Linked DNA regions of Mus musculus: region 2 is linked to region 1. The links are chromatin contacts, called in public promoter capture Hi-C maps. All regions are on one chromosome and are shown on one strand. The core of a region is the stretch at or near the end of the contact, and the rest is flanking DNA. Distances in the headings are between cores, read along the strand shown. Region 1 holds the start of Usp12 (ubiquitin specific peptidase 12). Region 2 holds the start of Uspl1 (ubiquitin specific peptidase like 1).

The links. Capture Hi-C pulls out chosen DNA fragments and counts their contacts.
Region 2: a promoter capture Hi-C map of adipose tissue shows a contact between it and region 1, with 2.5 times the contacts expected there. The contact joins the promoter of Uspl1 here to the promoter of Usp12 in region 1. A contact is called at or near these places in 1 of 39 promoter capture datasets (pre-B cells) and 2 of 9 other capture datasets (adipose tissue and liver).

What each region holds. Positions count from the first base shown.
Region 1 is chr5:146,790,715-146,797,866 of GRCm38.p6, forward strand. Usp12 (ubiquitin specific peptidase 12) reads right to left here and starts at 4,242. Exons shown (of 9, transcript NM_011669.3): 1 at 3,901-4,242. The coding sequence starts at 3,948. 1700041I07Rik (a long non-coding RNA gene) reads left to right here and starts at 5,111. Exons shown (of 2, transcript XR_377208.4): 1 at 5,111-5,408.
Region 2 is chr5:149,180,399-149,187,550 of GRCm38.p6, forward strand. Uspl1 (ubiquitin specific peptidase like 1) reads left to right here and starts at 4,162. Exons shown (of 9, transcript NM_001115149.1): 1 at 4,162-4,408. It overlaps Mm2pr (macrophage M2 polarization regulator), which reads right to left and starts at 1,638. Exons shown (of 3, transcript NR_015478.2): 1 at 1,597-1,638.

The sequences.
Region 1 (7,152 bases), core at 2,992-5,491:
TATCAATCCTGATGACTGCAGAAAGGAAGCACTCCAAGAATGGAGGAGCCTACCTTTAATTTCATCGCTCGATTGACAAGTGGAAGCAGGAGATTCAGGAGTTCTCCAAACACAGAAAGGAGTAAGGGGGTGGAGAGCAGGAGGGACACAGAGGAAAGGAAGGCAAGGCAGTGACCTGCTCATTTCTCCATGTTCCTTCAGATAAAGCCTAAGTTTTAGGGCTGTCCCCCTCCTTTCTGGAATGATGCTAAGCTGCATGCCCACACACGCATACTAGCCCAGCAGCAAGAAAAGGCAAGGGAACCAGCTTTACCTGAGATGGCTGCAATAAGTGCTTTATAGTTTCCACGTCAGAGTCCAGTACAACCTAGCACCTACCTTGTGGCTTTCACTTCACTCACACCCACACTCACTCTCGCGCACACACACGCACACCTCCTGCCAGGCAAGCAGCCAAGCCAGTGCCATCTCAAGCTGAGAAGCCGCTCACCTCCTTGTTTCTGCTCTATCCAATCTCCCTCCCAATAAGTCTTTCCCAACCAGGACTCCCACAACCAGAGACAGCGGCCAGCTTCAGCCAGTGCTACAAACTCCCAGTGGGCAGCCCTGGTCTCCGGAAGACATCCTGGACACCTGGATTAGCTGCGGGCTGCTGCTGATTTCCAACCAGGACCCTCTGCTGTTCGCTGATTACTAAGTACAGAACTCAGCAGTTCATGAACCACACTGCACCAGGCTGTGAGAACAGTAATCTCCCGTAAGGAGCAGCCGCACACCAAGCTGAAGGTGTACTAGAGTGGCCAGTAGGGAACCGATTCTGGAGGCACGCTCACGACAGTCTGAAGACAGGCACTCTCTGAGCCAGGCCACAACACCAAGACAAACACATCACACTCATTTTCACACAAAGGCAGAACAGTGATCTGAATCAAGGCCTGATCTGAATCAAGATCTAAATTCAAAATATTGAAGACTTATTTGTAATCTATTTCACCCAATAAAGCTACTGCAGGTTTGCTCTGCACCTTATTTTGACAAGTGAAAAAATTATGTAAACTTCCATACTTAACAGAATAAAATTTCAATTCATCAAGTGTTTCTCTGTTTCTGACCTGCTGACGCATCCATTTCTGAGTCCCCTTCCCTCCACTGTTCCACAGCTTCACTCAGCCTTCCCTCCCTCTACTTCAAACTCACCTTGTGAGTAAATGAAGGCCTCTCTGCACTGTATGAAGATGTTAATGCTCCAATCAAATGGCATAAATAAATGGTAAGTTTTTCACTAAACCCCTCAGTCTAAACCTGGTGTAATGGTGCATGCCTGATATCTCAGTGACTGGAAAGTAGAGGCAGGAGAATCATGAGTTCAAGGCCAGCCACCACTACATACCAAATTCAAACTCAGCGTGACCTACAGAAGACCCTGTTTCAAAACTGCAGCAAAGGTGGAAATCAAGCAAACAAACAACCCCCCCACCATGAACTACTGAAAGGTAAGGGGGACCATAGACAGCACAGTACTCCCGAGATCACAAAAGTCCTGTGCAACTGTCTAAGGCAGGGTGTTGTTCAGGTCACGTGACCTGCTGAAGAGAGTTACTCGCTGGACAGTTCACATTCCAAGCAAAACAGAACCTACAAGCAGGCTGTTTCTCATTTTCACTTTCAATTCATTCTCAGAAGATGGACAGCAAGCTCCCTTACACTCAAAACTGCAAATCACTCTGATGCTCAGAACCTACTCCGGGAGGGTAGTAGGATTTATTCAAGTAAGAACACAGACACGCCCAATCTTAATAGCACCTTTCTAACAGTCTCACTCTGGCCAGGCATGGATGCCTATGCATTTGCCAAAAAGCATACACACACCATGTGCAATTACCGGACCCGGGCAGAAGCCCTAAGGAGAGTGAGCTTGGGAGTGGACATCAGCCTCTCTCTGGATAGAGAACCCTGGCAGGGCTCTGTCCTCTGCTGCTCTTTTCTGGGGTTGTTTTGTGGATGTTAGGTTTTTTGGGGGGTTGGGGGAAGTGGGGGGGGGTGTTTGTTTGGTTTGGAAACAGGGTTTCTCTGGCTGTCCTGGAACTCACTTTGTAGACCAGGCTGGCTTCAAACTCAGAGATCTGCTTGTCTCTGCCTTGAGAGTGCCACAACCCACCACGCCCTTTGTTGCTCTTATTTGATTGTGCTACATTATTACATACATGAGTATTGTCTCCCTCAAGTAGTAGTAAACACAAGAAAGTGGGCATTATCTTTGGTTAGGGAGGGTCAGTTCTTTTGACAGGAGGTCTTAGCTACACTTGCCTGGAAAGTGTGATCTTTCTACACCCAAAGTCCTGGGCTAGAAGCATGCCATAAAAAGCCCTGCTGTGGCAACTGTCTGGATCACTGCTGTAGCCCCAGTTCCAGTCAGCTGGTGCTAGATGGATACTTGACTAAACTGAGTGAATGAACAGACTACAGGAATCACACCACTCCTGAAACCTTCGACTTTGTCAATGAACCATGACCCCAAAATACACGGAGCTCAGCAATCTGGCAAAATTATCACTATGAAAGATTCGATTATCCCATGTGGCATGTCTAATTAGCACAACCAATCCCAGTAACTGTAAACACAGCCCCCTTCTCAACCCCAGGAAAGAAGAATTACCCACGTGGGAAAATGGAGCCTTCAGTGATTCCATAATCTTCCGACTTTTTTGATGCTGTGGATTTTAAGTCCACTTATTCCACCCCTTTTTTTAATACTGTTCCACAGAAAGTAGCACAGAGTCCACTTTTCCTACCTGATTCTCCACTCCTTACACACACACACACACACACTCACACACAACCACAGATCACTTGCAGGTGGAAGATGGTTTGGAGAATCTCCTAGATACAACCCAGAACACAAAAACGGAGATGAAGCAGGTGCAGGTCTTTGGTAAATAACTCCAGACCCACACTGCAAAGAGTAACTTTTTTCATTGATTCATAAATCACAATCTCTACGGCGAAGTTCATAAAGGAGGTAATGGATTTGCTTTATCACGTGGGAAGCCGTGGTGCTTCTGGCAATGCACAAAAACACGTTTGGAACCCACCCGCGCGCGTTTCGTTTTTTTCGGGGGAATCTGTGTACTTCAACCCCACACAGCGGTGTCTGCTCTATTAAAATAAACAAATGACAGGAAAGCGAATGCAGCTTTTCAAGATTAACACAGATTCCCAGAGACAAGGCTGCCATCTGGACGGACACAGGTTGGAAGCCGCAAGAGTTCCTATCGCTTCAGAGAGTTGAAAATAAGAAAACATTTCAACAGCACTCTTAAAAGTTTCCACCTTCACACGCCCCCTTCCCGAGCCAGGGCCTGGGGCTCCACCTAACCCGAGGAGGAACTCCGCCAGGACTTCCGTCTTCCAGTAGGATCGAGACCCTTCCTTCCTGCCGCAGACCCCCGCCCTGCCCCGCGCAGGGCCCCAAGGAAATGCCGCGTCCCTTCCCCTGGCACAATCCCCTCGCTTCCCGGTACCAGTCCCCAGTTTAAAGTCCCGGCTCCAGCCTCCAACCTCAGTCCACACCTCGAGTCCCCAAGTCCCCAACCCCAGTCTGCAGCCCTTACCCCCAACCCCGTCCCTGAGCCCCCAGGCCCTAGTCCCCAGCCACAGTCCCCGAGTCCCCGGTGCCCAGACCCAGAGCTCCCCGTCCTCAACTGCGACCCCGTGGTCAGGACCCAACCCCGAGCCCCGGTCGGTCCTATCCCCAGTGTCCCGGCCCCGCCTGCCGTGTCCAGCACGCCTTCCCCGCGGCCACTCGGCCCCGCGCCCGGTCCGCCCGCACACGACCAGGCCCGCGGGCGGCGCCTCGAAGGCGGGGACCGGCCCCCCGGGCCGCGCTGCCGCCGCACCTACCATGGTACAGATGGAGGCGAATTTGGAGACTGTCATTAGGATTTCCATCCGCCCGGCGCCATCTTCCAGACAGTCGCGGCGGGCGGGGGACGCGGGGAGCCGGGCCGCCCGCTCGCTCCGCAGCCCGCGGCCGCACCCGGAGCCGCCGCCGACCCACGCTTCTAGCCTGCTGGGCCGCCGCTGCCGTCGTCGCCGCGGGCGCTCAGGCTTCCTCCGGCCCAGCCCCCGCCCGCCGGCCGCCCGCCCGCCCCCGGCTCCGCCCCGGCGCACGGCGCAGCCGCCGCCTCAGGGCCCGCGCCTGCCCGGGAAGCCGCTCACAGCACACCCCGCCCAGCGCGCTGGGGAGAGAGCTCCGCGCAGGCCCTACCGCCCCGACGACCGGGCAGCGTCCTTCCGCCCCGCCCGCCTCCGGCGCCGCCACGCCCACCGCAGCTGTGCCACGCCCATGGTGCCCCGCCCTCCCACGGGGGGGGGGCGAGCTTGGGGAGGACGGCTCCACCCAGTGCGCGTTGGGGCGGGGCGAGACCCGTGCCGCGTTCCTCCTGCAGATGGGTCCTAGCGCCGACGTGAAGCACCTACCTTAGCTTGCAAGAGCGGGTCTTTAGGGGATCGAGCCTTTGCTCTGCGGCGTCTGTGACATCAAGCAGCCTTTAGAGCGACTGACAGTCAGTTGAAACAGAAGACGGAGACCATATCTGGGAAACTGGATGGGTTGGAAGGCAACCCCGCCAGAGTCCCAAGCACTTGGATGTTTTTCTGGGGTGAATCATCTGGGCCTAATTCCCTAAGAAAAGGCTAATTAGATAAAAAGACAAGATTTAACTCTATGAATTAGCAGTAGTGGGGGAGAAGAGGAAGGGGAGCCAATCCTGAAAAACAGTGGGATACCAACTTGGAATTTGTAACAGGGTGGTATGTCCCAAGTAAGAAGCCGAAGCCAATGTGTGAGGAGCACATAGACCGTGTTAGCTAGTGGATGAACGCTTCCTATTTTCTACCGGCAGAAAATTCATAAAACTTCATAAATTACTACTTTAAAAAGCCTGTGATTTGTTTTGATTGGTGATCTGAGGGTAGGACCTTTTCTGCCTTCCACCCAACTCCCCACCACACCGGGTCTGTGGAACTTGGGGCCTAAATTCCGACGAAAGCTCTAAAATCTGATAAGCCTCACTTCATAGTCCAAAGCATTCAAAAGACCGAGAATTTGAACAAAATTTAGTCGAGAAACAGATTTCTGGTACATGAATACTGTTTCCATAGCAATTCCATTGTAAGCGTTGGGGGAGGGGAACACCCACTGAATACAGCTAAGTATTCTGGCAGCTGCTTATTCTCCAGGTATCTACCTTCGTAGTGGCTAGGCCTCCCGCTTTTCTGTAGATACCACGGCAGGGGCTTGGACTCTGGTTTACACCAGTTCAGATCTATGCAATGTTTGTCGCGTTGCTCGCCACTCTAGACTCCACAAGCATAGAGCATGGTCGTACAACATCTATATTTTAAAGGTAAGGATGGGAGCTGGACATATGGCTTAGTTGGCGAAGTGTTTGTGTAGGTGTTCTGAGGTTTCATATCCTCAGCTGAAGTGCTAATCCTACTATGGTAAGGTCATCCTCAGCTATTTAATGAGTTCAAGACCAGCCTGGATCACTTGAGTCCTTGTCCCCAAAAAAATAAATGAATGAAAAGCCAGTCACAGGGAATTGTGACATGCACCTACAATCCCAGCATAGGAAACAGAGAAAGGTGAGTCTCTGTGAGTTCAAGGGCAGCCTGGACTAAATAGCAAATCTACAGATCAGCCAGATCTATGCAGGGAGACCTGGCCTCAAAAATAAATAAAAGAGAATAAACAGCACATGTATGAAATTGTCAAAAAGAAATTAGCAAAAGCCAATGAGTAATTAATTAAAATGTTGAGCAAATAAAACCCTCCAGCTGTCAGTGTGCCGCCTCAGAATTCCTGTCATAGGCTAGGTAGTCTGCTGGATAAGGTTTCATTTTTAAGCTTTATTATTTTTACTTTATGTGTATGGGTGTTTTGCTTGCTCACATGCGTACAGTGTCCGCGGAGGCCAGAAGAAGGCATCAGATCCTCCTGGAACTGGAGTTGTAGAAGGTTGTGAGACCAGATGGATGCTGGGAACCCTTTGAATGCTCTAAGCGTAAACCTTCCAATAACCCCAGAGATCCATCATGCCAGGCTTGTTTTCTAATTGAAGAAGTATAGCATTCATCATTGCACCCCTAGTGAGTGCAGGGCCTGGGTCTATACACACACAGCACAGGCTCTGTCCCTGAAATCTGACGTCTCTCCCTACCTCTCCCAATGAGTCAACCTCTTTGGTTGCATTAATAATGTGGTCTAGCTGTTCAGATAGTAGATGTCAATCAAAATAGCCATAGTTCTAACTCAAGTCTATGTTGGAAATTGTCTTAGGGTTTCCATTGCTCTGAAGAGACACCATGACCAAGGCAACATTCTTATAAAGGACAACATTTAATTGGGCCTGGCTTATACTTTCAGAGGTTCAGTCCATTGTCATCATGATAAAAAGCATGGCAGCATGCAAGCAGACATGGTGCTGGAGAAGGAGCTGAGAGTTCTATATCTTCATCTGAAGACAGCCTGGAGGGAAATCTCCACACTGGGTGGAGCTTGAGCACTAGGAGACCTCAAAACCCGCCTACACAGGGCCACACCACCTCCAAGAAGGCCACACCTCCTCATAGTGCCACTTACCATAGGCCAAGCATATTCAACTCGCCACAGGAATGGAACCCAGGACCTAATTTAGGCTTAGACAAGTGTTAAACCACTGAGTTACACTCCCAGTGCAATGGCTTTTCAAAGCTCACTCACTACTAATCCAGCAAATAAAGTTGAGCATCTGTACAATAAACGTAGGTCTTATATAGGCTGCTCCAGATAAAGTGTAGTCCATAGGTCTAAATACTTGTATGTATTTATTTCACCCTGTCACTGTCTTCAGACACACCAGAAGAGAGCATCTGATCCCATTACAGATGGTTATGAGCCACCATGTGGTTGCTGGGAATTGAATGCAAGACCTCTAGTAGAGCAGTCAGTGTTCTTAACCATTGAGCCATCTCTGCAGCTCCCATGTTGGTATTTAAACACAGATTTAAAGAGGGGGTTAGAAGGGTAAGATGTAGTTCAGGGGAAGAGCATATATTTAGCAAGAGGTCTTGGGTTCAGTCTCCAGCATCAACAAAATAAAACAACCA
Region 2 (7,152 bases), core at 2,912-5,411, 2.4 Mb after region 1:
CACACGCTCACCGCCACACGCTCACCGTCACACGCTCACCGCCACTCTTGCTGTGCTGCACGACTGCGATGTTCAAAGATATGTAAGTTGTCTGGGTAGAGGTCCCTCAACACAGCTCTTTGTTCCTCTGGTTTCAAATGATGATGCCACTCAGGTGATGTGATTAATCAATTTTGTTTAGAGTCAGGTATGATATTAACACCACTCTCCCACTCTCATGACGCAGGCACAGGGCATGTATGAGCCATGGCAGACAGAAGTAGCTATGCTACTGTTTAGGACACACAGAGATTCACATGTGTGAGAAATGATGAGTATATCATTTATTGTACAATGCTTTACATTTTTATTCCACTTTAATCTATCTACTTAGCTCTTTGCTTCTTGACGGTGCAGGACTGTGACCAGCGACTTCAAGCCCCTGCTGCAGTGACGTCCCCAGGAGATGTACTAACCTTAAACTGTGAGTCACAATAAACCCATTCTTCCCTGCATTGCCATTATCAGGGCATTTTTGTTACAGCAACAAGACAAGTAACCAAGACAGATTCTGAAAGAAACCTAAGCAACCCAAATAAATCCGAAGCGGACTGACACCGTGACAGAAAGCCACCTCTGAGACAAGTGAACATGTAAGGCAAACAGGGGCATACTATGCAACACTCTCATTAAAAGGCAGGACACAAGCCACATCCTAATAGCACTTTACTTGCCTCTATATGCATGCACCGCCCCCTCAGCTTCTATTGATCCTAGGCAGGGTGACTGAGAGACAGGTATAGCATGAAGACTCATTGTGCCAAGTCTGAGCTATGTACTACTCAATTTAAGCAGTGACTTTTGACCAGCAAGAAGGCAGTGTAGGTTGAGATGGACAATGTCCTTAGTGGTAGTCTCAAGAAAGTATCTGCAGGTGACATCACAACTATAAGGGACTTTCCTCGAGCTATTTATCTGCTCCAAACTTGTCACTGTATAGATGTTCTCAGGGCACCAAATTTAAACAACCTGTATAAAGTACACAGCCAGAGACAGAATTAGATACCAGATACTCCAGTATCTACTCTGTGACTCATATTTTATCTGCTCGTTTGGGGAAAAGAACCAGGTAAGTGTGGATGCATTATGAGATATCATGTAAGTTTACTTAAAAGTTCTAAGAGAACAAAACAATACCTTGGGACAACGACTACAACCTTTGGCCTAATGGATAAGCTCTGCACATCCCAATAATTGTACACGAGTAGAATGTTCCCCATAGTTAACTCACTTGAACTCATTGACAACAAATAATGCCTCGAATTAATTTTTTTAAACAAATGCCTTGTACGAGAGAACTTGCCAAATATAAATATAGGCCGATAATTCTTTTACTAACACCTAAGAGTTGGAGACTTAAAAGGTTATTATAGTGGGGCCTGGTAGAACAGTAACTAAAATCTCACTCGAGAGACTGAGGCATGAATACACCAATTCTAGGTTGACTTGGCCTACACAGTGAGTTCAAGGCCAGCCAAGGAAACTTTGTAAAACAGTTTCTCAAATTAAAAAAAAAAAAAAAAAAAAAAAAAAAGATCTGGGGAAATGGTACAGTACTTGCCCAGCACGGGTGTGATGTCCGGATTCATTTCCCAGTACTGGCAAAACAAAGAGGAGGGAAGTTATAAACTCAACCATTATAGAAAACCCCTTATGCCAGCGGCCAACAGCAGCACACAGCAATCAAACCTATTAATGTTGTTTCAATGAAATACACAGGAGAAAGCTCACGTATCTCATTGGTTTGCACCAGTTTTTACTACCAAAGAGCTTTTGGTTTTTCCAGCTTTCTGAAGATAAGATTTAGTAAAGGGATTATAGACTGTACTCTGGAAAGTCAGGCTGCCCGGGTACATGGTGCACAGGTGAAGGACAGAGGTGGATGCTAACGGTCTTCCTTTCTCTCGGCTTACTTTTTGAGACAGGGTCTCTAACTGAATCTGGGGCTCACAGATTCAGCCAGGCTGAGTGGCTAGTGAGCCCCTGGGATCCACAGATCTGCACCTCCCCCAGCCTGGGATAACAGATGCATACAGTTGGGCCAAGCTTTATCAAAGTGCTGGGGCTTCCAGTTCAGGCCCTCATTACTGCAGGGAGAATAACTTACTGATGGAAGTCGTTTCTGCAGTCCAGTAAATTGTCAATGAGACCAGAATACACAACCACCGCAGGGTTTGATTTTAGGACAAGTCTCAACTCTAAGCACTCATTTGTTATATAGCCCAAGCTGGCTTCCACCCAAGGTCCTCCTGAGTGCTGGGCTTACAGAGGTGTCCACCATACCTGGCTTAGAGGTAGCATTTATATCCCAGGTTGGTGCTAAAGGTTTGTTTTCAGTTAAGGAATACAACAGAAAAAAAGAACAAGAGCTCACAAAATGATCTGCAGAGCACTGTATTCCTATTGCAGCTTAATTAATTATTAGTTAAATAAAAGCTTCCATTTATTGAATATGAATTTCTAAGTGGAAATAGATAAACCTACTTTAGTTTACTGAGGTTAACTATACTCTCTATGGGACCAATGTATATAAAAACAGGCACTCTGCATACTGTGGAAAGAATACACAGAAGTACATGGTATCTTCTCAGCTGGGGACTATTATTAACCTGAAGTAAATTGGGAATTTTCTCCCCCCCCCTCCCCGACCCGCCATATTCCATCTTCATTTTGTTTGTCACTATTAAGTTTTTCTGGCCAAAAATTTTGTTTTAATAAATTTTTCATTAAAGACAGCAATAATCCATTTTTATTTTTATTCTAGTTGTTTGTGGATGTTGCTTTACACCTCAAAAGTCGGGTTACATTTTAACTGAACCAACTAGATCATTCAATTTATGAGCTGACATTCAGCAAGTGTTTATTGGGAGGGGAAGTGTACTCCACTCTAAAAATGGAAATAGCATGTTGAATAAGAAAACAATCCTATTAATCTTGGCTACTCTCTCAGGAAGAAATACTTTCTCAAAAACCTCATAATCCATACAAAAAGAAATCTTACTTGTTTGATCTTACAACAAATATACCAGTACAGTATGTAGTGTAAATGCAAAGATAAATAAAATTAAAAAAAAGCAAAACCTAACCAGTCTATTTTCGTCATGAGAGAGGAGAAAAAAAACCCTAACAAAGTCTCTGTTGGAACGCTCAGCGATTTCCATTCCTAAGTACCACAAACTGAAATTCTTTTATTGAATAATTTCTTCCTACAGCGGACTTGTTTCCCCCATTGCACGCTACCAAAATTATCAGTATTCTGCCAGAACATGGTCGTTTAAGACCACTAATGAAACCCTACAGGACCGCAATCCAAAATGCCAGTCATGATTCCTGTAAGGTCCAGAAAAAATCCCAAATTGTAGTCCCAGGCCACGGAAACAGTCTATGCAAAGGACTCCAAGAATAGGATGTCCTCATGGACGCGATCAGTCATGACCTCCCTGACACCACATGACCTTTCTACGAAGGCAGTTCTTAAAACTTAGCAACTGAGCTCTCCCCTCTCTGAAGTTCAAGGAGGCAGGGCGGCTGCTGAGATGCGCGGGTCGGCTGCTCAGTGCCACCCCGGGTCAAGTGCTCGTCTTTCGCTACCCCCCTTACCGTGAGCAGATCAGAGAGGGAAGAAAGAAAAAGTGGCCTCCAAGGATGGGTTTGGGGAAGAAGGGAGGGGCAGCTCCGTGTGTGGTAACCGTTTGTGAACACGTAGGGTGGTGGCGCGCGGGCCGAAAAGAACCAACTATGGGAGCCCGTCGTGGCGTCCGCCATGACGGCCCGCCAGGGAGGCCCATCACTGCGCCTGCGCGCCAGGCAGGCAGCCGCCCAGCGACCTCTCCTTCCTCTGCCGCGTAATCCCTCCGCTGAAGGCCGCGCACTAATTTTAATCACGCCCCGCCCCCTAGCCTCTGGCGTCACCTCCGCCACTCCAGCGCTTTCCAGCAGCTTCCAGAACCAAGCCTGCCCCACCCCCTCCAGCTCCCTCCCCCTCCCCCTCCCCCGTCCTCCCGACTCACACTTTGCAGGCTCTGTAGCGAGGGGCCCCGCCCTGTCGCCGCAGTTCCCACTGCGCCTGCGCCTGCTGGGCGGGCAAGCCACGCCTCTGCGGAGCCCTGCCGGAAGTGCTCTGGTCTTCCCCTTCCCCGGCCCTGCCCGCGTGCTCTCAAGCAGGGCTGCCTGCCGCAGGAAAGTGTTTGTGGGGTAGCTCTTGGGCGGCGGACTCGCAGGCGGAAGTTGCTTTCCTGGCGGAGAGGGCTGTGGGGGAGGAGCCGTCCGAGGGAACGTGGGTTGAACGTTACGGTTAGATGGTGGGGACCTCAAGCTGGAAGAGGAGTTCGGGTCCACTGTATGCGAAGAAGGAGCGTACTTCGGGAGGGTAAGGAAGACAGTAGTTCCCTCGGGAAGTAGAAATTGGGACGGCTGGAGTGCCCGGGGTGGGTCGTTGGCGCGCTGAAAAGATGGGGTAGGAACGAGGTTGTGGTGGGCAAGGTGGAGGATGGAGGTGCAGGCTGGGTCTTCAGGTTCCGGTTAGGCTCAAAGAGGTAAACGCTGAAGAGAAACCAGAGTTTGTGCCCGCCCCACGAAGAGCGTGGAGATGGGCTGGGTAACGGAACGCCGCGCCTCTTGGACTTCCTTGGTAGGCTTTTGAAGCTCAGTTCGCGTGGACCCATCCGTCTCAAATTCGGGAAGCTGGACTGGGTACCAAGCAGTATTGGGCTCTGTAAAGCCTATCCCTTCGCTGGGGCTTAAGTCTGCTGGCCTTGAAAATTCATATGCAGAGCCGAGAGATAAAGCTCCGAAGGGTTCCAGGCCCTTTGAATACCTGTAATAGTTTCTACACATGCAGTGAATTAAATTTAAATCCCTCTCGTGATTGGCTGCTAAATGGATCTATTCTGGGCTGATATCTCCCATTAAGGTCTCCGGAATGCGACTTACCTACGTTGAAGGTGGGGGCTCGGTGGTGGGCGTAGGTAAGAGGAAAAGTGCCGGAGATGAACACTGGAAAACCTTGGTTGTTCTCCTTGAAATAAGCTCATGTCATAATCTTTAGGATGTACTGAGCTGTTTGGGCGGACTTCCTACAATCAGATTGGATTAAATAGGTGGTTTGAAGCGGAGCTGTCATTTTGACAGTGATATGAATGGAAAGAGAGACAAGTTCGAAACATTTCCAAAGCCTCGTTCACGAGTTTAGATGGCGCCTACTGTGCAAACATGGGAGATGAGAGTGAGTAGACGGCACAAACTTTCTAGTCTGTATTTGGAAACCCAAAAGATGCCAAAATTTAGATACTGTACAGGGAGGAGCTAGCAGTTACACTTGGAGAAAAGATAATGAAGGTAATTTATTCCTAGACAAATTGAAATTTGAGACCCACCCCGGGGTTTTGTGTATAATACAGTGCTTGAAAAACCCCAAGAGTCTACTTCTGGTATTTTAAAACTTGAATATTCTTTGGGGAGGGGGAATTTCTTAATATTGTTTAGTGTTTCTACTACCATCTTAATGGGTCTCCTCCCTCCTTCTCTCCTTCCCTCCCTCTCCTTTCCTTCCTTCCATAGACAGGGTCTCACTATATAAACCTTCCTGGCTTGGAATTCACTGTGTGAAACAGGCTGGCTTGAAACTCACAGAAATCTGCAGTAGTTCTATTGAGAGAGATCTGTGCAATGGAATTAAAAGGCTTAAAGGCGTGCATCAACCACCATGCTCGAATATGCCTTGACTTCTTTATTGACAGGAAAGCAGACTTGAAGGTTTCTCATTTTTACCTCCATATTGAGAAAGAACCTTATTCCACACAGTTACCTAGACCCTCAGGCAGATAAAAAGTTTTCTCAACACCCTTTTTAGGAGTCTGCAGGTTTCTCTTCTGAGAATGAATGCAGAATGACAGAAGCAACACATCTCTTTCCCTCAGAGCAAAGTAGACCAGATGGTAACTGTAACTTAGGTGTTAGTATCTTGTCAGCGCAACTTCATTTTGTTCTTAGAACAAATCCAGGTGTGTAGCCTAGGCTTTTACCACTTAAGCACATTGACTTTCCTGTGCCCTGTAATTCTCTAGGTTATAAGTAGAACCAGCTAACAGTTGTGATTACTTTTCCAGCTTCTGGAAATTGAGATTCACTAATACTGACCTCTCTTTGTGTGTCTGTCTCTCTCTCTGACTCTCTGTCTCTCTCAGCCCAGGTAGACTTTGAGTTCCTTTGTAGCTGAGGCTGGCCTTAACTTGTACCTGCGTCCTCCTCCTGAGTGGGCACAGATGTCTTTCAAACTGTGTGTATATTTTTGGAATTACTATGTTTTCTTCACAGGAAAGGCTTTTCAGACTTTTCAGCCAGGACAGAAAAGCATAACTAGTTTTTTGTTTTGTTTTTCGAGGCAGATTTCTCTGTAGACTAGGTGGCCTCAAATTCACCGAGATGTCTGCCTTTGCTCCCTAGTGGCTAGGGTTAAAGACATGGACCACACTCACCCAGTACATAACAAGTTTTTAAAAGTGGATCTGTGAGCCAGAAGGTGGTTGTTCTAGAATTACAGATCCATAGGTTTTGGAAAGACTTATGCTTGAAGTTTCAACTCCTTAGCTACATGATAATTTACCTTTGCTTAAACGTCTTTTAGGTCTGCTTTTGTTGTAATTTAAGTCCATTTTTTTCCCTTGTATTGAGCTGTGTCTCATGATTTTTTGCTCTCCGATCTTGGAAATAGGTCTGCTCTGTGGAAATACACTCAAGGCATGCATGTGAAATTTATTTGTCTTACAGAAATACTTATACTATTGTTCTGATACAGATTATTTATAAAGAACATAATATTTTGTGGGTAGCTTTTTAAATTCTGCTGGTTATGAGCCTTTAATCCCAGTGCTTGGGAGGCACAGGTAAGCAGAGTTCAAGGTCCTTTCTTTCTCTGGTAGAACAGTGGGTCTGAAGGACTTAGGTGCTTTCTCATTGTAACAACGACACGGTTTTTTATAGAGACTGGAAAGCTTAGGTTCTTCAACCTAGTTGACTAGCTTGCTCTGACAAGTAGCTACCTGTAGGGAGAGTTCTGTGTGTTAGGAAGCTGTATCCTGTGGTCACTCTCATACATTTACACATATCTACATA